Linked DNA regions of Siniperca chuatsi: region 2 is linked to region 1. The links are chromatin contacts, called in public Hi-C maps. All regions are on one chromosome and are shown on one strand. Each heading gives the region's core, a stretch centred on a gene start, on an enhancer-like site or on the middle of the called end of the contact. The rest is flanking DNA. Distances are from core to core; before and after follow the strand shown.

What was found. A called contact is a pair of places that touch in the nucleus more often than the background predicts.
Region 2: a Hi-C map of liver shows a contact between it and region 1, with 1.7 times the contacts expected there. The contact joins the promoter of qkia here to the enhancer-like site in region 1. A contact is called at or near these places in 2 of 3 Hi-C or Micro-C datasets (liver and skeletal muscle).

Annotation. Positions count from the first base shown.
Region 1 is chrLG15:17,344,869-17,349,188 of ASM2008510v1, forward strand. The region is part of intron 4 of qkia (protein quaking-A); the gene reads right to left. Among protein-coding and RNA genes, the nearest start is that of LOC122861993, 31 kb to the right of the region's middle. Within about 2 kb of position 1,638, the one cell type or tissue checked has an H3K27ac peak away from gene starts, as active enhancers do. A contact at or near this core is called in liver, where this site is marked.
Region 2 is chrLG15:17,398,482-17,402,248 of ASM2008510v1, forward strand. qkia (protein quaking-A) reads right to left here and starts at 1,775. Exons shown (of 8, transcript XM_044167129.1): 1 at 1,306-1,775. The coding sequence starts at 1,450. All of the region lies in intron 1 of LOC122861993 (a long non-coding RNA gene), which reads left to right.

The DNA.
Region 1 (4,320 bases), core at 388-2,887:
CTGTGACCTGAGGGGACCAATGAGAATTTATTATATCCATAACAATGTCTAGTGCATACAACTGTCAATCACACACACACATGCACACACACACACACACACACACATATATACACAAACAGACACACAAAAACAGAAATACAGCCAAATAAAGCCAAATGTGCGGACCCAAACACAAGCTCAGTGTCACCTATCTATCGTCACATCTGCCAATGCCTCCCTGCTGAAAGAGAGGATCAGTGATAGATCTAAATAAGCTGTCATACTGAGTGTCAGTATCACATCACTGCTCATCACCTACACATGACACCAAAAGACCAAGAATACCATCTCAACCGCTGTTGAGATGGTGCATATATGGCGGGCAAGGGTGGTGTAGTTTAATTTAATTGTGCCTGTTATGCCTGTTAACCAGTACAGGAAGAAGCTTGTCTATCTAGCTTGTCAGGTTCTTATCAGAGCCCAAAAGGCTACTAAAATGTAAAAGATGCCCTACTTTTTCTCTCTTCCCCCATTCCCTTCTCCACCACTCCCCTACACTGTATAACATTCTGTGCATTTAAATGCAATTTAATATCATTTTATTGCATCTCGCAACTAACAATTATTGGAAATTAAAAAATAAATCTACACTACATCACTTGGAGACAACTGCTGCTGCACGGCTTATGATGAATCTACATCCCAATCATCGATGTCACAGCAGGCATTTTTGTCTCAGTTGTCCAACGGTAAAATACCTGCTTTGTGTGTGTAAATGTAATAGGGATGTGGCCAAAGGCGCAACATGCTTAAATGTTTCAACCCATATAGAGGATCACAGCAGTTGTTGTCCGCCCCAAGTGATTCTGTGTTGATTTATCCAATTAAAAAGGTGTTTTCCGTCCATGCCTCTGCTGAATTCGATGTTACATGTTTTGCCTTTTAATGAGGATTACACTAAAACTGCTCTAAAACCAAAGGACAGCTTGATACAAAGTCGTACGGATATGTGGCACCCAATGTGCATACAGTTGCCAGGCCAAGTCATATTACACAACAGAAGAAATTCTGTGTTTCGCCATCCAAGCTTTGTTTGACATAGGGAGTTTAACTCAGCAGAAGATCATTAATAACATATGGCGGTAATTCAGATGGATTTGAAGTTGAGCGGGTATCTGTTTAAACAAGTCGGCTGAGAGCTGATTCTTATTTGTGATGGCAATGTCATTCTACATAATTCTGGCATATACACAAGTCACTGTCTCTTTCACAAATGACCAGGGTCTGCTGTAGATCACAGGACAATACCTGCCTACAGGTCAATCATTATTGCTCTCCAGCCCTTCTAGGGGCAGAAATGGGAAGTGGAATGGGCAAGTCAGTGTTTATGCATACAGCTCTGAAAGTATCTGAGTGGAGGTTACCTAAAGTGCAGTGGGGCTCTGCTGCCGGCTCCGTTTGAGGGCCTTAACCAAGGACTCAAGGGATGAGCGGAGCATTTTAGTCAGTGCTTATGTGTGTGTACGTGCATGCATGTATAAGTATTTTCTGGGCATGTGTATCTATCTGTGTGTACGTGTGTATCTATCTATGTGTGTGTGTGTGTGTGTGTGTGTGTGCGCACACACACTAGGGCAGGATCAGTGGAGTAAATCCACACTTGAAAGAGTAGCTCAATCAAGCTCTCCCACCCATCTCTCTCTCTCTGTCTCTCTCATCTCGCCGATGTTCCCCTGCTCCCAGTTCATGAAGAGTTGAAAAGTTCACAGAACTAGGGAGCAAAAGAGCGCTACCGAGGGCAAAGAGGAACAAGTGTGAACCTTTAACACTTCCCACCAGTACCCTCTTCCAACTGTCAATATCTGAGTAAGGAGCAGCCATTGACATGGCATTACCCAACAGTCAATATTTGCTCAGCTAACATGTCAACCACTGAAATGTTGATGATGGATTCAGGCACAGACAAAATGTGTCTACAACATACATACTCTCATATGTCTTGAGAGAGTGTAACTTACCTTAGATGCCTAAGGTAAGTTAAACTTGGTTGGTCTTACAACTTTCGGAAAAATGTAAAACTGCAATAAGTGCATATTGTTATTGCAAAATGCGGCAAGTTAGTTTAGTGACTTTGAACAAATCGTCAAAAGTACATCCTTCAATGATCTAATTAAAAAAATTACTGTTAAACAATATCTTTATACGATACAATTCTCTCACCACATAAAAAAACACTATAAACCTGACTGTTACATCTCTGAGTTTATCTCAGCTGGTTAAGCATAGGTTTTTTCCACGCGAGACTTCCTGGCTCCTAATCCCAAGTGAGTCAATTAAAAGATTATTTAAAAGCAAAACTATCATTAGAAAGCCTTTAACTTCAATTTACCACCAGGTTTGCAAACAAAACAACCTTTTGGTTATCACTCTATTCTCCCTCTTTGTTTCACTTCTGCAGCTGGGTCCTCTTCAATGACAAGTAATGCCTGTTCCTTGAAAGGAATAAAAAGCATGACCTCATTTTGTTTCCTGTGCGATTTAATAAAGGCGATTTAACACTTCCAAATGTGGAAAAGATGCCCTTCATTAGAACAGTGCATACCCAGCGTGTCCATACTTTAATCCAATCTAGTTTAGCATGATAAAGGGCATTACTGCCAGACAGCCCTACTGCCAACCCACTCATGATGTGTGTGCATGCACATGCATGCAATGACATGAAGAAAATACAGTGCCCTGAGGGGTTCATGGGTTGATAATGCACCAACCAAACATTCAGGGACATGACTACTAGATGCTTATTCTGCCATACTGAAACTACATCACTTCTATTGACATTTATCATACCCTAGGCCAGTGTCAGGCTATTTAGGTAATGTCCATTAAGAGTCTGGCCCCTAATATAAGCATTATGTCTCTGATCAATACAAATTAATCTGGTATTGATGCAAGAACTAAAATATGTTCGAATGCAAATATTAATTGAAAATATACTTTGGAGTAATAAGCTTTAATATTTGGAATATATATAAACAGAGGAGACAAATGTGCCTTTGATATTATATTACAAAAGAAGTCAGGGACATTTTAGGCTTCAAGAATCAAAGCATTTAAAGGTGAATTTGAGAGGCTCAGAAGAACACACAACACACTATGTCTATCTGATGGAAGGATCTTTTCATTACATTTAGGCCAAATGAACACAGATGCCTTGCTTGAAGGAAAAATGGCCTCTGGTAGAAGACAATGGGTCATAAGCTCTATAAAACTCTTGAATTAAGGGTAGAGTGAAACTTTTTATGAGCAAGATTTCATTAGTGTCTCAAAAGAGCTCAAAGCTGCTTTCTTGTGTTTGAGAAATAAAAGAGCTTCTTAAACCAATAAATGGTTCAGGTACTGAATCACTAGACCATCTTTAATGCACTTCAGGCTGCAAAACGCATAGAGATTTCTAGAAAAGTCGGGAAACTATTTTTGTGGCACTCCATTCAGATGAGTGTAAGCTGCTGAGAGCTGTCATTGACTTAAAAAGGACACCAAAAGGGGTTTTGTTGTGTATGTGTCTACACATGTGTGTTAACAGTGACTCATTCTGCATCACTCTTTGGAACATTGCCGCTTCCAGAGATGGCTTCATCCTCAAGTTTGTGTGTGCACGCACATATTTGTGTGCGTGTGTGCATGTAAAAGTGTGTCAACATCTTCTGTGTGTACATACAGGCTGTGCAGATCTGAAACACTCAGAAACAAAACAAGTGCCTAAAGAAGTGACAGGCAGGCTGAATAGAGACAAGCAATCCTTAAACAAGAGGACATGAATTGAAGTGCTTTCCACATTGTCAGGCTGGGCTGAGGCCTCGCTGAGACAGACAGGGAGGAACGATCATACTAGACAGGAGACCCTGGCATGATGGCACCTCTTGTGTCAGACTTTACATCCAAACCGGTGCAGTTCAGATGAGCTGAACAAAAAAAAAAAATTACAGTTCATGGCCCTAGATAGAGCCATAATAAAGTTAAGACTGCATTTTCATGTGATGAGATACAGTATCCTTTTCAGGCATGTTTTCAGATTAAACTCTTTGTGTGCATATAAATAGATGTTCTATCATTTACAATTTCACAGTCTTCCTTCCCTTCTCTTTGTGTATTTGTTTAAAATAAAAGGGTGCCACTTGCCCAGTGGTTACAGAAAGCATCAAAATTCTGCTACTGAAAAATTATAAGATGGTAAATTGTGCAGCTATATCTAGGGCAAACATCGCCCTTGCTGCATTTGTTTCTCCCAGAGTGATAGAATGTGAATCAAGCACACATAAACATAATTCTACATTTACG
Region 2 (3,767 bases), core at 525-3,024, 54 kb after region 1:
GTATGTGAAGAAGTCACTCACTTATCCCGTGGAGTAGTCTGAATGCCTGTTATTTTTATTTAAGTGTCATGGTGTCCACTCCGACACTACAGCATGGGGACAGTCTGCTAGGGGGCTGTGGCGCACTCTAGTGTCTCCAGCTCAGTTACATAAAGCATAGGTCCAACCTTCCGCTTAGACCAGCTTATATTATTGATACTATCAACATAAACGGCGATTAAGCCTTGTTTATCAGCGCCGCTGCTTGTGCCAAAATATATGACAAGGCGTAGAAAATACATGTAGACAGACAAATCCCGTCTGGACGGCGCCGCCGATAAAAGGCGACGCAATTTTGGTAAGGCACGCTTGACAGGCAAAAAACACGACGACTGCTGCAGCAAGGGAAGGAAATATAACCGAGAGAAGCATACCCTGGCTTGGGGACAAATATTGTATTAGCCGGGTGAAGGGAGACAAACAAAATGGTGCCCCTTTTAATGAAAAAGTTAGACGGCTGAAATAATCTTCGTGCACCCCCCCCCCTCCGAGCTGCAACTCACTGGCCATTGTTTGGGCAACAAGCAGACACATTCCTCCGTGCTTTTAAGCTCGGCCGCTGGGCAACAACTAACACAACCCTGGAAGCACAAATAAGGGGAGCGACAGTCAACTTTTTAACACTTAACATTTGTCTGAAACGCTGTATTGACTGGTTAAGGCTTTATTTAAAGACGTAGCTACGTTAACGCTGCCCTTTTGGTTTCCGAAGAGTTCAACGGAACGCAGACACCCAGGCTCGCTAGCTTAAAATGTGGCTAACCCAAGCTAAATCGCGGTGGAACATGTGGAATCAGGGCCCGTCTAAATTAATTGAGATTCGCCTTTGATAAACCTCAAGTGTGCTTCAAAACTTCTCTGTGGGCGATTTTTGTTAGTAAATGTACAGTGATAGACAGTTCTGATTTTTATAAGTTTGTGAGAGAAAGTTTTCGTCTTGTCACCACAAAGTCAGGAGTGCAAGTAACAAACTCTGTGGAAGCCTAACGTTAGCAACGCAACTCTCAAATCCACATCTCGCTGCGGTCTACGGTTAAACAAACTCACTCAGGATATGACCGGATTTCTTGTTTTGAATTTGAGGTAACGTTATTGCTCGGGGGAAGTTTTAAGTGTTACTGTGCCTGCCACGGTCAGCAGTATCGGTGTGTCCGGTGCTAGAACGTTATGCAGCAGGGACGCCCAGCGAAGCCGTGCCGACACCGGACTGCGCCGTGGTCACGCTTTCCCCCGGCATCTCCCCGATCGCTCCAGACTGCCACTTACCTTCATCGAGAAGCCTCTCCAGGTGTGTGAAGATGCCGCAGAGATTTGGCAAACTGGTCATGAGCTTCTTCTCGTTTAATAATTGCATCAAATAGTCGGGACTCGGCCTCGGTCGCTCCTTCACTTCGACCTCTCCGACCATCATCTTTGCGGCGAGAACGGAGAACAAACCACCGCGAAACACAGAATCCTCTTTTAGGAAAAAGAGAAAAAAAAACGAAAAAGAAAAAAAACTTGCGGATCCAATCCCTCGCTTCCCTCCTCCTTGAGATGAGAAGACTCTGTAAACCCCCCTAAAAATTCAGATTTGGTTTGTTCTTGTTGTTTGAGTGGAGAGGGGGCAAAAAAAGAAACCGTTATCTTCCTTCCAGAGACTCGTGCGCCGTACTCTCCTCTACGCCGTGTGCGCTCGGGGACGTTCGATTCCACCACTGTAGGCGCGAGAGACTGTTCCACCGGAAAGGCTCCGTCCTCCTCAACGACTATTGGCCAGCGGGGCTTACAGGGGACTATTGGGAGAACCAATGAGCGCTCACACCCGAGCCAGGAGGGCGGGGCGCAGTGGTTGGTGGAATGATGGACAGAAAATCAGGGCAATGGTGTGCGGTGCGCAGGAATGCACATAAAGCCCTGAAGTGTTGTCAACACAGAATAGCACACATTTACTTCTTTCTCCCTTTCCTCACTAATAGCAAAAATATAGCAGTTAAACATTTTTAGACTCCAACAATCTTTTTGTTTCTCAATAGTATGGCACTGTCGTCTCATAACTTTAACAACAAAGGCAGTGAAAAGTGGAGTCAGCTGAGCTCTTTATTTGTTTTTGACAGCAAGGTAAATCATTTAAAAATCACAAGTTAGGAGTCCTCTTTTTGTTATATCTATTTATTTTGACTTATCAACACCCACAGGCTCCTCTCACTTTGTAGCTCAGTTCTTTTTTTTATTACATCTTTGTCAGAAAAGATCTGCTCCTCCAATAAATAACTTTTTCTTTTGTCAATTCCAACTGGTTTTATGTTGCTTTCCTTTCCCCTAGAGACCTAGGTTTTAACAAAGAAGGGTTAACAATGCTTTAGAAGGATTACATTAGTAACCCTATTTAGACAGTGCCAGAAATGTCCTCCATGTTACACAAGATCGTCAGCACGGCCCTTCATGTTGCCGATCCAGTGTGAAAACACATTCCAGCGACTACCTGAAAGCACAGCAGCTCCATTTGTCACTTAGATTTTACAAGCTCAGGTGTAATTCAATGGTTTAGCAATGACGTGTATGGGTCTACTAATCAGGTGTGGACTAGTGATCTGGTTTGAACAGTCATACGCGGGTTGAATGTGTGTTCAATCTGCCACTTCATACAGTGTTTGTGTGTGTACTTGCCAAGAACAGCCTACGAATCAGGCGGATTTCATGTGTGGGCTTCACTTTAGGATGCTGAAATGATTAAAAATAATTAACTTCTGCAGTCCATATCCTAAAAGATGCCTTTTGTTACTCAGGACTTGTACATCTTGTTATCTGTCTTGGGACCAATTGATAAATGTTCTGGTAATCAATAGAGTCTTTTCATTGTCCTGTCCTTGGGAGGACCTTTCTACATATCCTCCAAAGATTAACATCCCTGATCAATGGAACACACACAAACCAGCTACCTCCGGTTTCTCACATCCTGCTTAGTGCAAAAATAAACCACAACTGGTCCGTTTTGATTTTGACAGCTGTTGGCTGAGAGGGGCCCGGCTAAATCTGAGCCCTGACCTTGGCCCTCATTCAATTTGTCCGCTTACTGCTCACCCACTCATGTCTTTGTAAAAGTAGTCCCCACGCTGGGTGCATGAATACTCAAACAGCTGCACTATGACCTTCTAGCTGCAGTTTGTTGACACTGTGTTGGTATAGAGGATAGTAAATCAAGTCTAAACTCTTAGTATTACTGCAGCATGTTAAATAAATTGATCAAACAACTCTAACTAGATCTGGTGATGCATTTGGACAAGTTTAATTTGACTGAAATGGGCTCTGTATCATTAACTCAAGAGACATATGTCACACGCATGCAACAAATATACAAACCTGCTTACACACACACAAAAAAATAAATAAATCACACGTATCCCCACAAAAATATTTGCAATCAGTCCTCCAGCCCCAGATAACAGTATTTGGGAGTGTAGCAGGCGACAGTAGCCTCAACATCAAAGCAGGAAGACAGATACAGTTGCCTTAACAACCAGGGCAACACATCTACTGGATCATGCTTCTCTGCCCATCAGCCAGCGTCTACACATAGCTACAGTGTGCTATTGCTATAATTATTTTTGAACTTTTTGAACTTTTTTTGAAGTTTTTAATCTTGAAAGATTTTACATAGGCTTCTGCAGGTCTGATGAACCTGATTATATTAATCACTGGAGCTAGATTGCTGAAAGGTTGCAGAAACACTGGTATCAAGGCAAGGG